7 separate regions of the Mus musculus genome follow, and regions 2, 3, 4, 5, 6 and 7 are each linked to region 1. Evidence: chromatin contacts called from public ChIA-PET, HiChIP or PLAC-seq, Micro-C and promoter capture Hi-C data. All regions are on one chromosome and are shown on one strand. Each heading gives the region's core, a stretch centred on a gene start, on an enhancer-like site or on the middle of the called end of the contact. The rest is flanking DNA. Distances are from core to core; before and after follow the strand shown. Region 1 holds the start of Srgap2 (SLIT-ROBO Rho GTPase activating protein 2). Region 2 holds the start of Slc45a3 (solute carrier family 45, member 3). Region 3 holds the start of Dyrk3 (dual-specificity tyrosine-(Y)-phosphorylation regulated kinase 3). Region 4 holds the start of Nucks1 (nuclear casein kinase and cyclin-dependent kinase substrate 1). Region 5 overlaps Rassf5 (Ras association (RalGDS/AF-6) domain family member 5). Region 6 overlaps Rassf5 (Ras association (RalGDS/AF-6) domain family member 5). Region 7 holds the start of Slc41a1 (solute carrier family 41, member 1).

The links. A called contact is a pair of places that touch in the nucleus more often than the background predicts. ChIA-PET counts read pairs in DNA pulled down with a chosen protein or histone mark. HiChIP or PLAC-seq counts read pairs in DNA pulled down with a chosen protein or histone mark. Capture Hi-C pulls out chosen DNA fragments and counts their contacts.
Region 2: an H3K4me3 HiChIP or PLAC-seq map of the SCID.adh cell line shows a contact between it and region 1, with 10 read pairs. The contact joins the promoter of Slc45a3 here to the promoter of Srgap2 in region 1. A contact is called at or near these places in 2 of 115 datasets of contacts at active chromatin or transcription factors (the SCID.adh cell line and pancreatic cancer cells).
Region 3: a promoter capture Hi-C map of adipose tissue shows a contact between it and region 1. The contact joins the promoter of Dyrk3 here to the promoter of Srgap2 in region 1. A contact is called at or near these places in 8 of 39 promoter capture datasets (the 3T3-L1 cell line, the C10 cell line, embryonic stem cells and 4 more), 10 of 484 Hi-C or Micro-C datasets (B cells, CD4 T cells, CD8 T cells and 3 more), 17 of 115 datasets of contacts at active chromatin or transcription factors (the 230-238 cell line, the SCID.adh cell line, bone marrow-derived macrophages and 9 more) and 3 of 9 other capture datasets (adipose tissue, liver and pancreatic islet).
Region 4: a Micro-C map of embryonic stem cells shows a contact between it and region 1, with 7 times the contacts expected there. The contact joins the promoter of Nucks1 here to the promoter of Srgap2 in region 1. A contact is called at or near these places in 1 of 39 promoter capture datasets (erythroid cells), 8 of 484 Hi-C or Micro-C datasets (CD8 T cells, the G1E-ER4 cell line, embryonic stem cells and 2 more) and 6 of 115 datasets of contacts at active chromatin or transcription factors (the SCID.adh cell line, embryonic forebrain, embryonic stem cells and 3 more).
Region 5: a contact with region 1 is called in an H3K27ac HiChIP or PLAC-seq map of thymic regulatory T cells, with 5 times the contacts expected there. The contact joins the enhancer-like site here to the promoter of Srgap2 in region 1. A contact is called at or near these places in 7 of 39 promoter capture datasets (the 3T3-L1 cell line, HPC-7-derived erythroid cells, cranial neural crest and 3 more), 4 of 484 Hi-C or Micro-C datasets (CD4 T cells, Th1 cells, myeloid progenitors and 1 more), 6 of 115 datasets of contacts at active chromatin or transcription factors (the SCID.adh cell line, bone marrow-derived macrophages, effector CD8 T cells and 3 more) and 4 of 9 other capture datasets (adipose tissue, embryonic stem cells, liver and 1 more).
Region 6: a contact with region 1 is called in an RNA polymerase II ChIA-PET map of memory CD8 T cells, with 192 read pairs. The contact joins the enhancer-like site here to the promoter of Srgap2 in region 1. A contact is called at or near these places in 2 of 39 promoter capture datasets (liver and neutrophils), 1 of 15 datasets of contacts at CTCF or cohesin (the NIH/3T3 cell line), 4 of 484 Hi-C or Micro-C datasets (CD4 T cells, Th1 cells, natural killer cells and 1 more), 6 of 115 datasets of contacts at active chromatin or transcription factors (the SCID.adh cell line, effector CD8 T cells, embryonic stem cells and 3 more) and 4 of 9 other capture datasets (adipose tissue, liver, macrophages and 1 more).
Region 7: a promoter capture Hi-C map of adipose tissue shows a contact between it and region 1. The contact joins the promoter of Slc41a1 here to the promoter of Srgap2 in region 1. A contact is called at or near these places in 1 of 39 promoter capture datasets (the SN4741 cell line), 10 of 484 Hi-C or Micro-C datasets (Sertoli cells, cortical neurons, embryonic stem cells and 4 more), 3 of 115 datasets of contacts at active chromatin or transcription factors (effector CD8 T cells, embryonic stem cells and memory CD8 T cells) and 4 of 9 other capture datasets (adipose tissue, embryonic stem cells, liver and 1 more).

The regions. Positions count from the first base shown.
Region 1 is chr1:131,525,939-131,528,724 of GRCm38.p6, reverse strand. It overlaps Srgap2 (SLIT-ROBO Rho GTPase activating protein 2), which reads left to right and starts at 1,364. Exons shown (of 23, transcript NM_001081011.2): 1 at 1,364-1,492. It overlaps Fam72a (family with sequence similarity 72, member A), which reads right to left and starts at 822. Exons shown (of 4, transcript NM_175382.4): 1 at 1-822. The coding sequence starts at 24.
Region 2 is chr1:131,961,503-131,964,288 of GRCm38.p6, reverse strand. It overlaps Slc45a3 (solute carrier family 45, member 3), which reads right to left and starts at 1,374. Exons shown (of 5, transcript NM_001177628.2): 1 at 1,237-1,374.
Region 3 is chr1:131,136,842-131,139,627 of GRCm38.p6, reverse strand. Dyrk3 (dual-specificity tyrosine-(Y)-phosphorylation regulated kinase 3) reads left to right here and starts at 1,394. Exons shown (of 3, transcript NM_145508.2): 1 at 1,394-1,548. The coding sequence starts at 1,472.
Region 4 is chr1:131,909,032-131,911,817 of GRCm38.p6, reverse strand. It overlaps Nucks1 (nuclear casein kinase and cyclin-dependent kinase substrate 1), which reads right to left and starts at 1,360. Exons shown (of 7, transcript NM_175294.3): 1 at 1,068-1,360. The coding sequence starts at 1,084.
Region 5 is chr1:131,183,440-131,186,225 of GRCm38.p6, reverse strand. All of the region lies in intron 2 of Rassf5 (Ras association (RalGDS/AF-6) domain family member 5), which reads left to right. It also overlaps a transcript of Eif2d not described here. Among named protein-coding and RNA genes, the nearest start is that of Eif2d, 32 kb to the right of the region's middle. Within about 2 kb of position 1,460, at least 133 of the 459 cell types and tissues checked have an H3K27ac peak or open chromatin away from gene starts, as enhancers often do. A contact at or near this core is called in Th1 cells, adipose tissue, bone marrow-derived macrophages and 8 more, where this site is marked.
Region 6 is chr1:131,203,267-131,206,052 of GRCm38.p6, reverse strand. The region is part of intron 2 of Rassf5 (Ras association (RalGDS/AF-6) domain family member 5); the gene reads left to right. Among named protein-coding and RNA genes, the nearest start is that of Gm28913, 40 kb to the left of the region's middle. Within about 2 kb of position 1,387, at least 41 of the 459 cell types and tissues checked have an H3K27ac peak or open chromatin away from gene starts, as enhancers often do. A contact at or near this core is called in the SCID.adh cell line, Th1 cells, effector CD8 T cells and 3 more, where this site is marked.
Region 7 is chr1:131,826,648-131,829,433 of GRCm38.p6, reverse strand. It overlaps Slc41a1 (solute carrier family 41, member 1), which reads right to left and starts at 1,422. Exons shown (of 11, transcript NM_173865.3): 1 at 1,041-1,422.

The sequences.
Region 1 (2,786 bases), core at 115-2,614:
GAAAGTACAGTTGTTGGTAGACATAGCGTCCCACGTTGAAAGAGGTGCAGAATTTTGAAAGGGGAAACTTTGATTTCCTCAGGCTAACAATCAAGACGGAAGGCCTCTCGTTCTCTACGCTCTAAAACTGGGAAGAGAGTCCTATTTTCCTGGTGGAAAGGGAAACTTAGTATTTATTGAGTAGGAAGAGCAAATTTTACTTCCTTTTGACTTGGGGAGGGAAGGGAAATGGAGTTCAAGGTGGGGAGAGACAAGTGGAGTTGAAGGGAAACTTCCGCAACAGGTTTAACTTTCTCTGGTCTTCAAGAATCTTCTACTCTTCAGCTCCGACCCCGGCTCCGGAATTGGGCGATTTCCCAGTTCCCAGCGGGCTTCTTCCCTTTAAAGCCTCGCCTCTCTGACCACTCCCAGCGCGAGCTCCGCCCGCAGAGCGCTCCAATTCTTGCTCAGCTCCACGCGGCTTCTTCGTAGGATTCAACGCCCCTCAGCCCTTTCCACGCGGGCTCTGGCCCCGTCCCGCTCCCTCTTCTCGGAGCTCGCCCGTGGGCTTTCTCCCTTGCACCACGGCTCTCGGCGTCCTCTCCCGGCCGAGCTCTCGCACTTGCGGCCCGTAACCCGTAAGGTCTCTTCCACAGCGGTCGCTCCGAAGTGAGCAGCGGTGTAGCGAGGTGGAGGGGAGAAGCCTCGGAATAGGCTCAGTTCGCGCTGCAGTCAGTCAGCGAACACGCCGGGTTTTGCTCTTTCTTCCGCTTTCTCTGCTTTTTCTAACCCGCTGTCAGTTTGAATTGCCTGCGCCGAGCAGGGATTGGGAGGACTAGAATTTGCCCCAGACCCACATTGGAAGGCCAAGGGCCTTCTCCTGACGTGAGCTCAGAGGCCACGCCCCAGTAACGGTGCCGATATCAGATCGGCTCTCTGATTGGTTAATATTAGCTCAGCCCCTAAGATCATTGGCCAGCATCTGCTCGGCTTAAACCCTCCCCCCTGTGAACTTGGAAGACACACCCCGAGTTTCTTATTGGTGGATACACTAAGGTCCAGGCCGTTCTCTACTATTTATTGGCTGAACTTCCCTCCTCCCTTTCCCGGTCCGATTGGTCCCGTCTTCTCTTGAGAGTTTGTGTTTGGCTGTCGCTTCCATTTTATCCCGCCCATCAGCTTTACTTTAGGCTTCCACAGGCCGGGGAGGAGCTCACTCTAGGACTGCGCCTAGGCAGCTAGTGTTCGCCACACCTCTAAGTTTCGTCAGCCCCGCCTCTACTCCTGGCGTCTATGGATCAGTTGTTCCTATTGGCTATAGTCCCCGTCAGTCGCTATTAGGCGGGCGGTGATTGGCAAAGGGGTGGGTTCAGCTTCCCGGCGGGGTCTTGCGGAGTTGGCGGAGTCTCCTTAGGGAACTGGGGGGCCGAACTGCGTAGAAGAGGGTGGCGGGGAGGAGAACGCTAAGTGGGAAGCGGAACCTTGGGCCTGGGACCGGTCGCGGCAGAGCCAGGTAAAGGCTCCTTCTCCCCTTCCCTCCCCGTACGCCCGGCTGCTGCTGCTCTGACTGAACAAACCGGGACTGGGCGGGTGGACGCGTTGCGGATGCTGCTGCTTTCGGCGCCGCCTTAGCCGTGTCGCCGCCCGCGGTCCTCATACCGCCCTCCCCGGCCCTCCAAATCCCCCAGTGCAGCCCATAATACTTCTCGGGACTGTTCATCTCTCCGCCCATCCCTGCACTGCCGAGGACGGTCCTCACGCGGCGACACCGCCCTCCCGCAGCCCCTTTGCACACGGTTGGCCGGGTCCACCTAGGGGCCTCGCCGTAACGGTCCGCTGGTCTCGTCCCTGGTCTCCTAGCCTTGGCTGCCAGCCCAGGACCCGGAAAGATGGGGTGTTCCTCACGGCTTGCAGGGTGCTTTCTCCGTCCAGCCCTCCAGTCTGTCTCCCAGGGCTTCTCCACCCACTCTGATACCCAAACCTCATGCGGGTCCCGAAAGTTGCCAACATCCTACACTTCACGTTGCAGCGGTCCACCGCGGTTTCCCTCACTGCCTCGCCCCCAAAGCCGTCCTCTCGGCGCCCTCTCTGGTCGTCCAAGCTTGGGCGGCTCGAGCTGGCCCGGGCTCTCTCCTGCCTCAGGACCCCACCTCACGCCCGCCTCCTGCTTCCTGTCCTCCCGCACCGCGCGGCCTCTGCTCGCTCTTCCTGCGCGCGGCCCTTCCTCCAGCCGCCGGGAGTAGGCGACACTGCCTGGAGCCGCTTGTGCGCCGGCGGGGACAGGGCGGCCTAGGAGGCAGGGGCCCGCCGCAGCATTGGAGCTCTTCCCTCAGCCTCCTTGCCGCCGCCTCTCGCGCCTCCCGGAGCGACTCTCACTGATGCCTCCCACCCGACTGGGATTGGGTGCGGTATTTGTGATCCCTAGGCTTGGGGGACAAAAAAAATACTGGGGGGGGGGTGCCATTTAGAGTCACTCTCATACCTGGCTTGGGGAAGGCTACCGCCGCCTGCCGCCTCCCATCTCCGGGTTTTCCCGGTTTAGACCCTCGCCTCTAGCTCGTTTCCTGCTTCTGCCGACCACATTGTTTTCCTGGATGTCCCGTGCGGAGCGGGCCCTTCCTGCAGCGTCCCCCCTCCACCCCCCTCACCCCCCTCCCCGGTTTTGCTGCCAGGAGAAGCTAGTTACCAAAAACAAAACAACTGGGAGGAGGGGTGGCAGGGGAAGAAAAGTTGTGCCCATCTGGTTGTCCCCTCTGGTATGGATCCTGTAGATGTCTGGGAGGTGCCCCAGCCGGAGGTCAGGGGCC
Region 2 (2,786 bases), core at 125-2,624, 440 kb before region 1:
GGTTCCTCAGCTTTCTGTCCAGCATCTAGCTCCTGGGCCCTTCTCTTCCCAGCTCCATATGTCAACCTGTTCCCCATGCCTTAGGCACGTGGGCCCACACCGAGGCTTCACACTCTGGGAAAGGGATTGTGCTTCACGCGTAGGAAACAGAGGCTAGAAACCTTAACAGTTTCACCCTCCTGAGAAAAGCTTCCAGAAGCCCAGCCAGTCATTCTAAGCTGCATCTACTCCGTGCCCGTCTGCAAAGCCCTAGCTGGGCTATTCAAAATTCAACCTAGCCAGCTAGGATTGGGTCTGTCACAGCTGAGCATCAAGTTCTCACCAGATACCCACCGGGCCAAACTCTTCCTACCTACAATTCATACTCCTAGGGAAAGAGGAAGCACCGAGTTCTCCGTGGCCTTGGACGAGTCAAGTGTGTGTCATGAAGGAGGGGGCTGAGTCGGAGGGCAAGGGACAGAGCAGTCACAGGGTTCCCTGTCAGGAAGCGGAGACTAAGGAAGAGCTGAGCCTGCAAAGCTCCTGGAGTTTCTCCACCGGGCGTGCTGCCGCCCGCCGAGCGCTTTCTCGCTCTGTAGAGTACTCCCCATCCCCACCTGAGCCTCGGGACACAGCAGCCACAGCCGGAGCTGCTTTTACTCTCCGCAGGTGGGTAACGGAGGCAGAGAAGGAAGGCGCAGGATCGCACACGTACACTTACACTCATTATCCCAGCCTCAACTCCACCAAAGCCTTGCTCCAATTCTAGGGTCAAGAGAGCTGGGTCCCCTTCTGTCTCCGACCAAGGCTCCCGGTTGAAGGACCTCCCAGGGCTTCCCTAAGTGTGGACCGTGCGCGCCGCGGTGACTCATCTGCCCCTTTCGGGCGCAGCCCAGACAAGGGAAGAAATAAACGCAACTTTCCAAAGAAAACTCTGCGGCGGGAGGCTGCAGCAGGGGCGGCCGGCCTTCCGTCGGCCTGGCCCGGGACTCCGCGGCTCCGATCCCGCCCTCCGCGCGCGGCCCGGGACAGCGGGCACCACAGCACAGCGCTCCGGGAGGAAGCGCACTCAGCGCGGACGCGAGCGGGCGCCCGCCCTAGGCACCCGGTCACCAGGGGCCGCGCCCTCCCCGCGAGCCTCCGCTCGCGCAGGGCCGGGACGCCACGGAGCGGCCCCATCCCGCGGGGTGCTGAAAGCCACCGCCGAGCACGGCCACCCGCGCGCACCTTTCCCGCCGGGACCAGCCCCTCCCCTACCTGGCCCGGCGTGCGGCTGTCACCTGGGGCTGGCGCGTGCGAGCTCGGACCCCTGCTTCACCAACGCGCGCCAGCGGGCGCCTTTTAAATCTCCAGGTTACTCAGTGGGGGGAGAGAGCATGCGCGCTGGGGCTGCCAGGAGGGGGGCGGGGCAAGGCGGGTCGGAGGTGGGGGGGTGCTGGGAGGGGATGGAGGGGTGGGGCCGGTCCCCAAGGGAAGAAAGCGGGAGGTGGAAAAGCAGTCTCCTTTCTGGTCGCGACCGGACGGGCAGCCCCCGCGTGGCTCCTAGACTGCCCTGTCATTACCTAGGGCCGTGCACCGCCCCCTCTGCCGCTTGCCACCAAAACATTTAGGTAAAAACTACCCAGCTCCACGGGGTACCTCCCCTCTGCTCCTCGACCATTGCCCGCGCGTGCCATTCTGGACATCCTGCTGTCCAGGCACAACTGCGACCCACCCGCACTGGACCACGCCTTCAAAGGATCGGCCACATTCTGAGAGCTACTTTTCCTTGCTCTCAGAAAGCTAACTCAGTGCCTCTTTCTGCAACTCAAAGACAAAACTCCCACTTCTTTTTTCTTCTTTTACTTGTGGTTGCGTATAAGGAAGGAGAGGTGATAAATTGCCACCAAAATGTTCCCAGTCAAAGTTTCCAAAATGCCTGGACTGGCAGGAAGCGGGTGCAGGTGGGAGCGTTGCAATCGTAGGCTGATCCCGGGGTGGGGGTGGGGACTTTATTGTGTCTCTTTCATCCATGGAATTGTCTAAGGTGGAGAGACATTCACTTAGGCGACTTGTTGACCTCAATACCACAGGCTAGACATTTCTGCAGATATTTTTGGTGCACGAGACTAAGTAATCATAAAAATATCAGAGGGAAATGTGTTGTTGATGAATATTATATATTGGGCTAAGGGTTGTTTTCATCATCTCGGTATGAATATAAACAGACATTTTCCCCTTTGTTCTTATTCTCTGAGCAAGATACATATAGCCAGAGCTTACATATATGAGCATTTACATCGTATCAAATGTGTGTGATGTCTCAGTGAGAAGAAGTCCACAAGAAGATATGTGCAAGTTTATGTACAAATACTACAGCATGCTGTCTTGAGACCCTGGGGTGGATCGGGTATCCATAGGGTCCTGGGACCATCTGCACTACAGAATCCCAGGAAATGCTTTTGACATGGAGGACCTGGATGGCCTTAGATGGGAACTGGCCACTATGGTGCTGGATTGCAGTGTTTTGTTTGTTTGTTTTTGTTTTTTTGTTTTGGTTTTTTCGAGACAGGGTTTCTCTGTATAGCCCTGGCTGTCCTGGAACTCACTCGTAGACCAGGCTGGCCTCGAACTCAGAAATCCGCCTGCCTCTGCCTCCCCAGTGCTGGGATTAAAGGCGTGTCCCACCAACGCCCCGGCCTGGATTGCAGTGTTAACCCAGTGTTAACCCTTGTGCACCGTGGGGGCAAGTCCTTCCCATCTTCTGGGTTCTGTTCGAGGCAGCTAGTCAGCTGTCCCCCCAAAGGCACCCCCAGGTAGGAGGATAA
Region 3 (2,786 bases), core at 145-2,644, 390 kb after region 1:
TCTTTGAAGAAATACTGAAAAGTACTTAGGTCACCAAGGTCAGATACTCAGGAGGTCCAGCACCCTCAAGGAGTTCTCCCTCCCTTACTAGGGAAATAACCTACTAAAGACAAAGGCAGCCTCTGTATCTACTCCCCTAACCCGCTGGAGGCAAGTAGAACAGGAAGGCTTTAGCTTGGCTCTAGAAGATGCGCCTTAAAGACAGAAGGGAAGACTTGCAGTGATTCGAAATGAGGTAATTAAACATGTCCAGGCAAGTCCCAACCAACCCTTCCGGTAGTAGTCTGGGGTGTTCACCTCTTAGAAGTCCTGAGAGCAGGATCAGTTAGTAGAATTTTGTAATCTTGGAGCGGGGGAGGTGCCTTTGTTGCCATGGAACTCTGTCTACAAACAAGAGTCAAAGAGCCCAATTTAAAAACAAAAACCCTAGGAAAGTAAGATTGCACTGGTTGTGGATGAAAGAGAGACAGAAAACTTCTAAAAGATCATCATTGAAGAAAACATTTTTACTTATATCACAGGCTAAGTCAACACTGAACAGATGAAAATAAAGTGTCCCAAATGGACAGATTCTTAGCTGCAAATAGAGTGTGGATCTTCTGAGAACAGGGACTGTGACTTTTACGAACCCCAAAAGGAGCCTCGGTTGGACATTTGAAGATTCGTGGAATTATGCTCTATGAAATAATTTCCAGTGTGCACCAGGTGGCGTGCGCCACCGATGCGTGGAAGAACCTTTGGTTTTTGTTTTGTTTTGTTCTCATAGATCCAATGGGCTCATCCTATGTGTATGAGTTTATGCCTGTGCACCACATACGTGCCTGCTACTCTCAGATGTCAGAAGAGGGCATTAAACACCCCGGGACTAGAGTTATGGATGGTTGTGAACTGCCACGACCGTGTTGGGAATCAAATCCGCTCTTGCAGAGGAGTTTTGCAGCCTTAGGAAATCTGATGGGCACCAAGCTCAACACAACCGCCACTTCTGTGGCTTAACAGCCTTTCTTTTCACTTCCATTTTAACTGTCGAAATAGACTTAACATGGACGGTACTTCTCAGAAAGAGTGAGGTACGCTTTCACATATTAAAGATGCGCAGAGCTCTCCAAGCGGTCTGCTGAGCAGGCAGGCTGTGCTGCTGATACTCCCATGTTTGGTTTCACGGCTAGGTGAATACGAAGAAGCGTAGGTTCCAAGCCAGTTTCCTCTTTTGCAAAAAGAACTGCGAGCACACCACCCAGGAACAGCACGCCCCTCGCTCCGCCTCCTCCCCGCTCCCTCCAAGGCGGCGTTGCGCAGGCGCGGCAGGGCGTGCGCGGTTGCTAAGCGACGCGGCCGCTCCCGCGTGGTCTCCCTGCGGACCGCGCGAGCCCAGTGCCCAGCCTCGTCTTGTAGCGAAGCCAGCAGGTGCGGTGCTGGAGGCGACCCACCGGGCCAACCGCCGCCTCTGTGTCCGCGGGGCGAGCTCGCGATGGGAGGCGCAGCCCGCGATCGCGGGAGGAAGGACGCGGCGCTGCCGGGGGCCGGGCTCCCGCCGCAGCAGCGGAGGTAACGGCGCCCGGGTAGGAGCGGGAGGACTCCTTGCGGGTCTGGGCTGCCTGTCCATCAGCGCGGTGAGCGGGAAGGGCGGGGGAGGGCGGGCGGGACGGCGCGGCCTCCGGAGAGCTGGGTCTGGGACCTGCGCGCAAGACCTGCGCCCTGTTGCTCCGAGAGTCTGCCCAGCCCGCCCTGGCCCTGGGGTGGAGCAGCAGAGACCCGGGACCTTGTTCCCCATGTGCCGCTTTTGGGGGGGGGTCCCTTTCCCCCTCCGCATCGGGCCCTGGCTAAAGGAACCCAATCCGCTCGTTCGCGTCTGGCTGTTACTCTGCAGATGCGGTGCTGGTGTGTTTCATCGTGCAGTATGGCAGAGGCCGGACCTGTCTAGAAAATTGCCTGTTATCAAAACATTGTCTGAACCTCAATATATTTTTTAGAAGATATTTTAATTTCTTGTGGGATGTTTTTAAAGCCCTCCTTTATTCCTTTAACACTTGTGTTAAACTCTATAAGTATTTTTTTTTAATAAGACAGATCTCAAAAGTGACTGAAAAGATATTTTTTTTAAAGACAATGAAAAATGTTACCTAGTCATGGTTGTGTTAGTAGTATATAATCTGAGATGGTAACATGAACCGGTGACCAGAGTGACCCGCAAATCCGTAGTCTTGGGAGCAGATAAAATGCATTATTCAAGGCCATCTTGTGGCTTTAGTAAATCCTGCCCATTGTTTGTGTGCCTTCACTGTGGAGGACCCACAGTGTAAAGACAGAACCATTCTGTAGTCCTTTAGCATTTTAAATATCTCCATATGCCAGGAAATGAAGTGGGAACAGAAGAGAGATTTGGTACATCGTGTAACTTAAAGCAAAGCATCGGGTGGGTTCCTGTTGGCTGCCTTTTTTCACTAGTTAGCTTAGCTGTAAATGGGTGCATAAAATAATGAAGAGAAGACAGCTGTTCTGCTAGTCTTCTCTTCTTGTAGTCTGAGAGTGTAGACGTCCTTTTCTTCCCATTTACCTGTGAGGCTGTTCAGAGGGGGAAGGTAGCACAGCCAGGGGCTGAAACTAGAATAGAGGTGTTAGACTTGCATTCTAAAACAAACCTCTATGTTATGTTTATTTCTTTCTGCTTTTAGGTTTCTTATTCAGTTCAAGTTAATTGGTAGTCCCTCATTTTTTGAACAGCATTCGATTACTTATTATTTGTTAGTTAGAGACAGGGTCTCTTTATTATGTAGCTTTGGCTG
Region 4 (2,786 bases), core at 111-2,610, 380 kb before region 1:
GGCACAAAACCGTTGCCAGATCCAAACCTCTCCTTGGTATTGGGATACTTTCGATACCAAAACTTGAAATGAATTCATAACTGTAAAAATAGTTAAGAACTAAAGGCAATGGGGCCAGGTAAAGCTCCTTTACAAGTAACATCTATTGACTTTGGTCTCGGTCTCTGTCCCTCTGTCTCTCAGGCCTTAATAGATTGGACTAAACCACACCCTCCACCCAAGCCACATTCTATACAACAGCTCTGGAGGGCATTAAAGGGGAGCCCACCGAGTGAGGGGAAACCGAAAACTTCTTGAAGCCATGTGAATAAAAGTCTGATCGCTAGTGGATCGTAGTCCATTTACGATTAACGTCACACGGGGAAAGAGAGGGTTACAGAAGTAGCAAGAGACGCGTACTGCGGGGTGAGGGGGAACGAGAACCACACGGGATTTGGGTTAACAAGCACGTCCCTGGAGGAAGGGCATTTGTCTGCAAGCGGTGGAAAGAGAAAACTTGGGGTTAATGCGTTCAGAACTCCCAAGTGGGGAGAGGCTGTGGCCCTTATTTTACGGGGCTCAGTGTCAAAACTCACTTTTGCCCCAAGGGGAAAGGAAAACGTGGGTTCCGCCCAGGCCGGGCTAGGAGGCGGGGCCTGCCGCGACCCCGAGAATGGAGGCGGGGCCGGGCGGCGGGGCACAAGCAACTCGCTCGCCAAAACGCTAAGCCGGCGAGCCTCTGGAGGACCGAGTCCTCCGTGTTCGCACCCGGGTCGGCCGTAGGCTCCAACAGGGCCCAGGGGTGCGGCCTATGGTGTGCCTGGTGCGCGCCAAGCCCACGCCAGGGCCATGGCGGAGGTGGGGGCGGCCGCGGAGCCGACCCGGACCCTGCGGGGTGGAGGCGACGCGCCCGTGCGCGCCGCCGCCATCCTGCGCGCCGCCGAGCACCCACGCGCAAGGGCGCGCGCGGCCCCCGACAGAAGGCCGCGCGTGGTAGTCAGGAGCACGACTCCAGGCCCGTTGCCCAGGTCCTTCGCCACTCACCCCAGCCCGTTCGGCCCGCCCCGGGCCTTGGACTCCGCACTGACCTGACAGGCCGAGACATGTTCGCTGTCGAGGCGCGACCAAGTCGAGGAGCCGAGGACCAGGACCCCCCTCCCCGCGCACTCGGCGCCCCACCCCCCCGCTCCGGCCGGCGGGGCCGCTGCTGCCGAGCCCCGGGCTGCTGGCTTCTCAAGAGTCGGCGGCTGCTGGTTTGAGGTCCCTGGATCTGACGAGCCCCCCGCTCCCCCGTCTCTTCAAAATGGATGAATCAAACCAGCCGAAAATGCGCCAAAGCCGCGGTGCAACCAAACCCCGTAGGGTTTGTGCGCTCCGCCCCAGCACGCCCGCTCATTGGTGACTCCTGTCAGATGCGCCCTAGTCATTAGTCCATTTGAATCATCACGCCTCCCAGCCCCGCCCCACTCCCGGATAGGCCCCGCCTCCTCCATGGGGTCCTGTTAGTCAAGATGCGCTGAGAGCGCACGGCCGCAAAACAAAAATGGTCGCCGATTGCCCGCCCCCTGTCTTCCACGCCAGAGCTGCAGATTCGGCTTGGGTTATATCTTGGACCCCCTGCCAAATAACCTGATTTATATAGAGTTCTCTGTGGACTAGGTGGTTCTGTAATGGATTTAATTTCTCCTGACTTGATTATTTTGCAAATCAGCTAATTGCAAGACTCATGGGATAGGCAGCAGATTCGTCACTTAAGAATTGGAGGGAAATTACTTAGGTTCAAAAATTTGACCTTAATCTTAGAAATCCTGTACTCTGACTTCAGCGTTAACCTCCCAGGGCTCAGTCACGCTGCTGAAGTAGAGAGTTGGGTTCACAAGGAATATCTTCTACCCAATCTGATCTTTGAGAGCTACTTAACACTCATTAAAACCTCAATTTCTGATATTAGCATTTCAAAGAGAAAGAGGTGATTAATGGTTAAGAGGGAGACTGGTGACAAAACGCTTGCTTCAAAATTCTAAGTCCACCACTTAGTACTTAACTAGGTTTCCTCTGTGCACCTCAGTTTTATGATGAGTAGAGTAGGATACAAGGCTACCTTATTACTAGAACTAAACAAGGTGCTATGTTGAAAGGCCTTTAGTCTGGGCTTAAGTGTTAGGTTCCGTTTTTAATAGAAGATAAAATTAGTTCGGGGGGGGGGGGCAGGGAGGCTGGAGAGATGGCTCAGTGGTTAAGAGCACTGACTGCTCTTCCAGAGGTCCCGGAGTTCAAATCCCAGCAACCACCTGGTGGCTTACAACCATTTGTAATGAGATCTGATGCCCTCTTCTGGTGTGTCTGAAGACAGCTACAGTGTACTCATATATAATAAATAAATAAATCTTAAAAAAAAAAAAGTAGTTCGAGTTGCCTCAAGACTGAATGCCTAAATCAGAAGTAGAGCACAGTATCTTTGTATTAATATCTAGGATTTACTTCCTGTTATAGTTTGGATTCCATGTTCCCTAGGGACCCATATGCCAAAGATTTAAGAGGCAGGACCTGGTAGAAGTTAGGACATTAGGAGTGAGCACTTTAACATGATGTGGGAACCTTGACTTGACCACCCTCTGTCTTTCTTGCTTGCAGCCTGTAAACACAATGTCATCTGTTTCACTTTGCTGAAATGCTTTTCACCATGATGCTCTTGCTCTCTACAGACACAAAGCCCTAGGACCAAGCAGCCCTCAATGGAAACATATGAAACTGTAGAAAAATAAATGTATTCTTGTAAGTTGATATTTCAAGTCATACGGATAGAA
Region 5 (2,786 bases), core at 211-2,710, 340 kb after region 1:
GGGAAGCCTTGCCGGGGAAAGCAACTGCAGATGGGCAGACAGGAGTGAGACCATCAAAGTCACAGGCAAGGAGAACACTTGGACACATTTTAGGAGAGTGACTTTTTTTTTTTTAGAACTGAGGTTTGTGTGATTTAGATCAAGCCAAAGCCAGCACTGAGGGTGGACACACTCTCCTCTGCCTCCGCCCACTGTCACTCTGTGAACTTGGCTGGAGATTTCTAGAAGCTACCGGCCTCACTCCTTAGAGGGTCATCCTTAGAGCAGAATAACCAAAATGAAGATTCCCGTTTGTCTCTGATTGCACTGTGGACCTAGCCAGTGTTGCCTTGAAGATAAAATACAGCAAAGTCTGACCTAGCATAAAGCTGTCTGTGCTGGGGTTTTTTTTAAAGATATTTTGACTTTATTTGGTTTTTTGAGATAATAGTTCTGATAGTTCATTATATAGACCAGGCTGCTCTTGAATTTGCAGTGATCCTCCTGCCTCTGCCTCCTAAGTGCTGGGGTTATGGGTGCTTGCCACCACTCCCAACCCACTGAGGGCGTTTTAATAGATATTAGGGAATGGGGGGGGAGGGGATCTGTGCTCTTATGACTGGCACACAGCCTGTCACGTGGTTGTCATGCCTCCACTTTATAACTTCCTTACTGCAGTACCTTCAAGAGCTTACAGTGGTCACAGCCTTTTGTGGCTTAGGACGTTAGACAAGCCAGCTTTTCAGCAGTACCATGGATGAGCCAGGCATGCTGAAAACAGCTTAGCTGCTGCCAGGGATTAGTCAGAGAGAATCAATTCCATGTTGCAAGTCCCAAGATGGGTAAACTCTCGGAGAGACACCTGACAGGATAATACCTAGATTTACTAAATTATAAGAGTTCCCCATTCTGTTTGGACATTGGGGAGCCCCAAGACATAAGCGTGTATCTTCCTGGCTTCTGCCTTGTGTCCATCATTAGAGAGACACGTCCTGCACTGTGAGGGCTTGAGATTGTGTCAGATGAACAGAAACCAGAGCCTGCCTTGTCCTCGGACACAGCGGACTCTGCCTTTTAGGTAAAATGTGGGGCCAGCTTTTATCTGTTGGCCCCAAAATAGTAGCTCTGTAGCTGGATGGAATTGTTGTGAACTCTGCAACATGTTGAAATCATCTAATAGATTTCAAAAATTCTTGTTCCCAGACTACACCCCAGATCAATCCCAGATCACTCTCTAAGGAGAAAGTCCAGGAAACCACATTTTTAGAAAATCCCCAGATGACGCCAATGTGCTTGGAAGTTTTAAGAGTCCATAATCTAGATTCTACGGTGTTTCCCAGGTGGTGGATTTTGAGCTCCTGGACGGGGCTCACTGATTGGCCTACTTTGGAAAGTGATTCATTCCATCTGTAGGTTAGATCTTGCCTGGCAGGTTCAGTGTGGGCAGCAGCCAGACTGAACTGGGTGCTGACATTTGGCGCTGACATTCTATGTGAGCAAGGTTCACAGTGTTGGGCACACACAGGCTGCTGACGCTCCTAGGTAGATGGAGCTCATCGACCGCCCCCCCCCCCCAAGACCAGATCTTCCAATGCTGAGGTCAGGAATGCCATCTTCTGCCTTGGTCTGGAAGGTACCCATGGCTACTTGCATCATTTTCCAGCCTTGTGGAAAGGGAACAGAATAGATCGGTTGATGTAATGAATAAAAAAAGTGGAACAGGAAGAAGAAACCTAAAGCCAAGGCAGCTGTGACTCACTGTGGTCCAAAGTGGGCGTGGAAGCAGGCCTTCAGCAGCCACAACACAGCTGCTTTTTCAACAAGGAAATGGCTGGAACGGAAAACAGAGGTCTTCCAGGGACTTCTAGAGTTTTCCATCACTTAATTCTTTTTTTGTAGATGAATATGAGAATGTCCCAGGAATGACAGTCAGCCTGCCTGAGATGAGTAGAATGAAGGCTAAAACAGCAGCCACCCAGCTACCCATTCTGACTTGAAATGACCAGAGAGCAAGGCAGGGCCATAGCCAGGCACATCTGGTCCATAGAGAGGTATCCAGCATGTGGAGACTGGAAATGGAGAGTCCCAGAAGTGAAGACAAATGAGAGGAATCCGTTTGGAAGCCTCCAGATGAATGAGTCAGGTGAAGACAGCCTGTGAGGCTCACGTGAGTTATGCACTTTAAGCAAACAGGAGATGTCCCAGCAACTATTTTCTCTTGGGCATTCTTCAAGATCAAGTAAGAGGACATACTGGCAGGCCCCTACATCCTGCCAGCTGCCCTCACTCCAGATGTTAGGAGTCCCTCTTTGCCAGCTTCATAGATGATGCAAAACCCACTGGGATGCCTAGAGCTGGACCCACTGATAGGCCAGCTTAGATGAATGTTCCACAGGCCAGGTCTTGTTTTATCATCTGTTCATCCCAGGCCTGCAGTGTTAAAGTTCAGTGACCATTACTGGTGTGGTGGGGTGCTGATCCCGATAGCAGAAGGGGCTGCCCTAGGGTGGCCACATGCTCAGTTGAGAACTTGACTCCATGCTTATATGGACTTCATTCTTGCTCCTACTTGGCTACTCACTAGCAATGGGCTATCAGCATATTTATTTTCTATGTTCATGATCTTACAATAGGAATGCCATAGGTAGTGTGTCAGAGAAGGTATCTGGACCACCAACCCAGTAGTTACCATCAGGAGCTGTGGGTGAAAAGTGCACAGGAGCAGACCATGCAAGAGCCTCGAATGAAAGAGGATGTCGGCTCGTCTCTGTGGAGGGCTGGGAAGGTGGAGCCATACAGACCCAGCA
Region 6 (2,786 bases), core at 138-2,637, 320 kb after region 1:
CACCTGGCCCGCTCTTTGCTGTGGCTTTTGACTATTTGAGTATCATGTGCTTTGCTGGTGGATGTTTCTTTTGCTTGGGGTTCATTCGCTTTGTTGGCTGTGTGGATTTATGTTGCCCTCAAAATTGGGAAATTTATAGGCATTTCTTCAGGTTTTTCCACCCTCTGACTGCTTTCCTCTGGAGGAGTCCACTTACATATATTATTGTTTGGCTCTCTGCATTTGTTCTACAGCTTACCTCTTTGGTCTTTTTGGAGGTGGTGTTGTTGTTGTTGTTGCTGTTTTCTCTGTTTCCTTGGGGCAGTTACTACCACCATCCTCTGTCCACCATAAAGTGGAGGTGATCTGCCACCTCTAGCTTGTGAACATTCGCATGAATGTGGAAAAGGCAGAGATCCAGCCCAGTCTCTCCTGGCAGACTTGGGAAGCGAGGGAACAGACTGCATCAGATTCCCACCCGGTCTCTTCAGCGTTTGCTTTCTTGGTTCTCATGATTACAATTTAGCCTATGTTTCTGTCCTGACTCGTTTCCTAGAGAAGGAATGGTTCGTCTTTCTCCCAGTGAATTCCAGAAGTGGCCAGACAGGTGCCAGCCCGTCCACATGTGCCACAGGAGAGCCAACTCTCTCTACCTGACTCTGGCTACACTTGGCATACCCTGTGCCGTGGCGTCTGTCAATTCCCTACCATTTCAGAGCCAGCAGTTCTACCTGACCTAACAATTCTCCTGCACCCAGGACCTTCCACACAGGAGCCTCCCAAGGCCACTTTGCCCGGCATAGGGAGAACTCATTCTTGCCGTGCCAGAGCCAGATACCTTCAAAACAGTATAGTACCTGAGAGCCTGCCTCTAAAAAGGGATGGAATTCCAATTCTGTCCCCCGAAAAGCTTGGGAGTCCCTGAGACATTTCTTTGTGCTCCCCACAGCCTGTGAGCAGTGGGCTTCCAAGATGGTCATTCCCGAAGCCCCGAGGTGCATGGCAGCAGGACCTTCCTTTCTGTGGGTAGTACCATGAGGGCTAAAATCTCACAGTAGAAGGCCACCCCACCCCAGATTCTACAAGATTAGCCGCACACTGGATGGGGGACCTGAGGGAGAAAGTTGCTGAACAGAAACGCTCCTGTTCTCTAGTTTCATGAAAGGACAACAAGGGCACAGATTCTAGACCTGACCCCAGCCTGATCATGAGCTCTTCAGGGCTTCAGCTTTTTGGTGTGGGTGGCTGAGTTAATCCAACCGAACTCACAGTCTATATGCATCCAGACTCTGTCGGAGCTCTTAGCCTGGCAGTCAAGCAAGAGAAGCATGGTGTGGGCTAGTGTCTCCGAGAAAGTGAATCTCGAGTGAGTCTAACCTAAATGGTATACAGATGCTTATCTTGTAAGACAGGAAATCGTCTGTGGAAAAACTGAGTAGTCTGCTTTACATGGCCCCATGTCATGCTCAGAAATGCCACCCCAGGGACGGGAGATAGCGGTCTTAAGATTGAACCTAAATAAGACATCTGGGAAAGGATGCTTCTGAGGAAGGTGTGGGACGTGTGGTCATCACTGGGGGACAGGAAGCAGAGGACAGAGGAAGGGGTGTGTGTGTGTGTGTGTGTGTGTGTGTGTGTGTTGAACACATACATCTATGTATGTATGCATGTGGTAGCCAGAGAACAGCCTCAATGCCCATTCCTCAAGAATGCTATTTACCTTATTTCTGTGTGTTGGGGTGGTATGTGCAGGGGAGTATACATAGAATGCTCATGTATGCGTGTGCATGTGCACGAGAGGCCTGGGAAGGGCATCAGATACCTTCCTTGGCCACTCATGACATTAACCCTAACACTCAGTGACTCAGCTGGCCTGGCTGGCCAACAGGCCCAGAGGACCCTCCTGTTTCCTTCTCCCTGGTTCAGGAACATAGGTGCGTGGCATCATGCCAGGCTTGTTATATTGGTGTTGGAGGTTGAACGTAGGTCTCCGTGCTTGTGTGACAAGCCCTTTATTGACTGAGCTGTCTCCCTGACCCCCAGAAGAAGATTTTGACAAACAGAGAGAACACGAGAAGGAAGGATGGCTTCTGGGAATGCAAGTCAAATTTAGCACAGCTGTAAGGAGGGAACTTGGTTGTGGCTGCTGCCTTGATGGTAATGGGCTGAATCTCTGGACCTGTCAGCCAGCCCCAATTAAATGCTGTCCTTTATAAGAGTTGCCTTGGTCATGGTGCCTGTCTGTTCACAGCAATAGAAACCCTCGCTCAGACACTGGGGCTGAGTTAGGAGAGGTGGCTCAGAGGTTAAAAGCACTGGCTCCTCCAGAAGTACTGGGTTAGGTTCCTGACTGTCCAGTGGCAGCCAGCAACCATCTGTAACTTCAGTCCCAAAGACTCCAACACCTGGACTCCAGGGGCACCAGGCACATAGGTGGTGTGCAGACATATGCAGGCAAACACACTAGTCCTTGCCCCCCAGTGTCACTGCTTTTCTGGAACATGCTGAACCCCAGGATGAATATGACAAGGGCTGTGATCTCCTATTAGGATGACGTGTGAACCAGGAGGACAGCCTAGCATCATGTCTTTCATTGCCTGGCCCTGAGTCAGGGGAGTGGGCCACTCACCGTTCACCAAGGGTTTCACAACCTGCGTGGTGCAGGTAGGGCTCTGCACGGCACACTTTGGGCCCAGTCCTGTCCCTGGCCCCATGGGCATGATAAGGCAGATCCCATGTTCTGTGGCTTACCCCTTATAAGTTTGAATTCTGCCACCCAAGCTCCTCCACTCCCCCTCCATTCCCAG
Region 7 (2,786 bases), core at 173-2,672, 300 kb before region 1:
ACCAGAGGCCTCCTTCTTACTCTTGCCCTTGAAAGTCGAGTGTTACAGAAACCACAGGCTAAACCCTGGTCCAGGCTGCATTTACACTTCTCTCTATGCTAGATCCTGTGAGCCTGTCAGATAGGACCCGGCAGTTAACTAGATTGAAGAGACAGAGGGTGAAGCTACTGTTTATTCCTACATTTTTGGTTGCCTGGCCTTCCCCCTTTCCTCTCGGGTTACTGACAGCCAGACATGGTGTAACTCTTAAAAACAAAAATATCATCGGTAAAAGGTGTAGAAAGAGGAAAGAAAAACAAAGTCAGGCAAATCCAAGTGTCACAAGCTAATATGCATTTACTCCCAAATCATGTCTGTCTTTGCCTGCCCTGCTTTTCTTAGCTTAAAGGAATCCCCACGAATTGCCACCAACTTGTTGCATTTCACCAGCATGGCTCTCAATAGTAAAAAAAAAAAAAAAAAAAAATCCAGAGGGTTTTGCAGGTATGATGAACAGGCTGTTAGTATTCCAAACACTCACAATTAGTCAACTCCAGTTTGGTTAAGGCAGAATCAAACTCTAGGGCCCAAGTTATGAGTCTTCCACTAACTCGGTCACCAGCCAAGCCACCTTAACACAGCACCGTTGTTTTCAAAGATCCTCACTAGTCAGCCAAGAGGAAACACTCAGTCTGAGTCCACCGCCCCCGAGCCAGCAAAGTTTCTGAGTTCCTTCGCTAAAACCTGACTGCCCCCTCCCTCCCGTCTTTCTGGCAGGCCACTTTGACCTGGAAGGGGGCTAGCAAGGGGAGCAGGCCAGTCTCTCAACTACATCAGCAGTAAAGCCACTACCGATGGGCCTCAGGCTCTAGGAAGCCGCGTCTCCTTTCCAAGCGGGGATGGACAAAAAAGCCCGGTTTAGGTATCCCCAACTACAGGGGTGGGGAGGAGGAGTGCCTAGTTGATTTCCGCCGACTCCCGGCAACTCAAGACTGCAAAAGCACTGCGTCCTGGAGTCCCCCGCCCTCGTCTCCCTCCCTCCCAGACCCAACAACACTGACCTGCGCCTTGCTGGGGAGAAAGGGCGCCTGGAGAGTGGTAGCAGGGGCCCGCGGAATTGGGGGATGTAGGGTACCCCCTCTTCTCATCACTCCTCCCCCTCAGCCGTCCTCCTCGAGCCCCCGCGTGTTCCCCGCTACACCCCCAGGCAAGGCGAGCGTCCAACCGCGACACCCGGCTCGCTACATTTCGCTTCTGCCTTCCTGTGAGGCCGCCGCTCCGATTCCACGAGGGGAGGTGGCCTGGTGGGGGGCGATCAGGATATTCCGCCTCGGGCTGGTGTGGACCGGACTGGGCCTGAGATGCCGAGCTCGCTCGTCCCCAATCGCCTCTTGCCCGCGGACTTGGACAAGAGTGTTTGGCTGTGGGTGGCAAACGTGATCTGGGGCAGAGCGGGTGGTAACCCCCCTCCATCAAGAATAGAGTCAGGATGGACAACTGCATCAGCCAATCAGAGCAGGAAAAGGGGCGGGCCCCGCCCAGGCCCCGCCCATTTCCCCGGCGTTTCTTGAGCTGGGGGCGGGGTGAGGGGGAAAACGCAGCAGAGTGACGGGAACTCAGAATTGGAGGGTGTTGTGGGCTCGCGGTGCTCAAGCGCGGGCGGGTGCTGCGCTCCTGAGTTCCCACGGCCTCTCAAGGCGAGCGTTCTGCTACGCATGTACTCCTGAATCTTGACTATCTCTAGTGAGCCTCTGGGCCTTCCAGAAGACCCGAAACCACCCCTTTGAGCCGGCCAGCTGGCGATCGCCCGGGCCGCAGCAGCCATCGCGTGTTCCTTCTCCACGCCCAGTCCCTACCTTCTTCCTGGGCACAGTTCCTATTCATCAGGCTCCTCATCTCTCCTTCCAGGTTCCTTGTTCCTCTGGGCGACTGACCGAACCTTAATCTGCCTTAATAAAGTTCCAGCCTTGATAGGGGTGGGGATGGGCAGACTGGAGGGAAAATTTGGTAGACTCATGGCTGGGGCTACACACACCAATGAGGTAAGGGCGGAGGGGAGCGGGGGTTTCCTTTGACCCAATCGTGGCCCCGTGGGAGAGAAGTCTCCATCCCGGGCGAAATGAACGCCAACTTTCCCTGACGCACCTTGTGGAATCAAAGTGTTTTCATCCTCGCTTTTGCCACTTCCTCCCTGGGGTGTCTTCACTTCATCAATCCAAAATCAGTACCAGTTAGTTCTCTTTGGGTTGTTTTTGTGAAGGGGATGTGACCTCCCTATAAAGGAACTCCCATTTCCAGCCTTTCCCCCTTCATCGGTAGAGTCTATAACCAGAGGTTCCTTTCCTGTCACCTTCTTCCCTAGAAATGTTCCTTGGGGCAACTGAGCATTTTTCTAGACCATAGAGCCTATGACCAGAGGTTCCTTTCCTGTCACTTTCTTCCCTAGAAAGGTTCCTTGGGGCAATTGAGCATTTCTCTAGACCGTTGAATAAGGATAGGATGTATATAGGAGAGAAAAAGAGTGCTGGCTACTGAGCACACATGCTCAACAGCAACTGGAGAGGGCCATTCCTTTGGACAATGATAACAAATGTAGCCACAAAAACCTGTCCCCACCTGCTAATCCAGCAACCCCGGGCTCAGCTCCGCTGCTAGGATATCAAAGGTCTATATTTTTTAAGGGCCCAGCAAATGTCACTGTAGTTGAACTCCAATTTTGGTTTCACAGCCAAGTCTATGTTTGGATATGGAAGTTACTCCTAGATTGGGCAACACTAGGTCTTCGCCAGAAGGACCAGTTTTTGTGC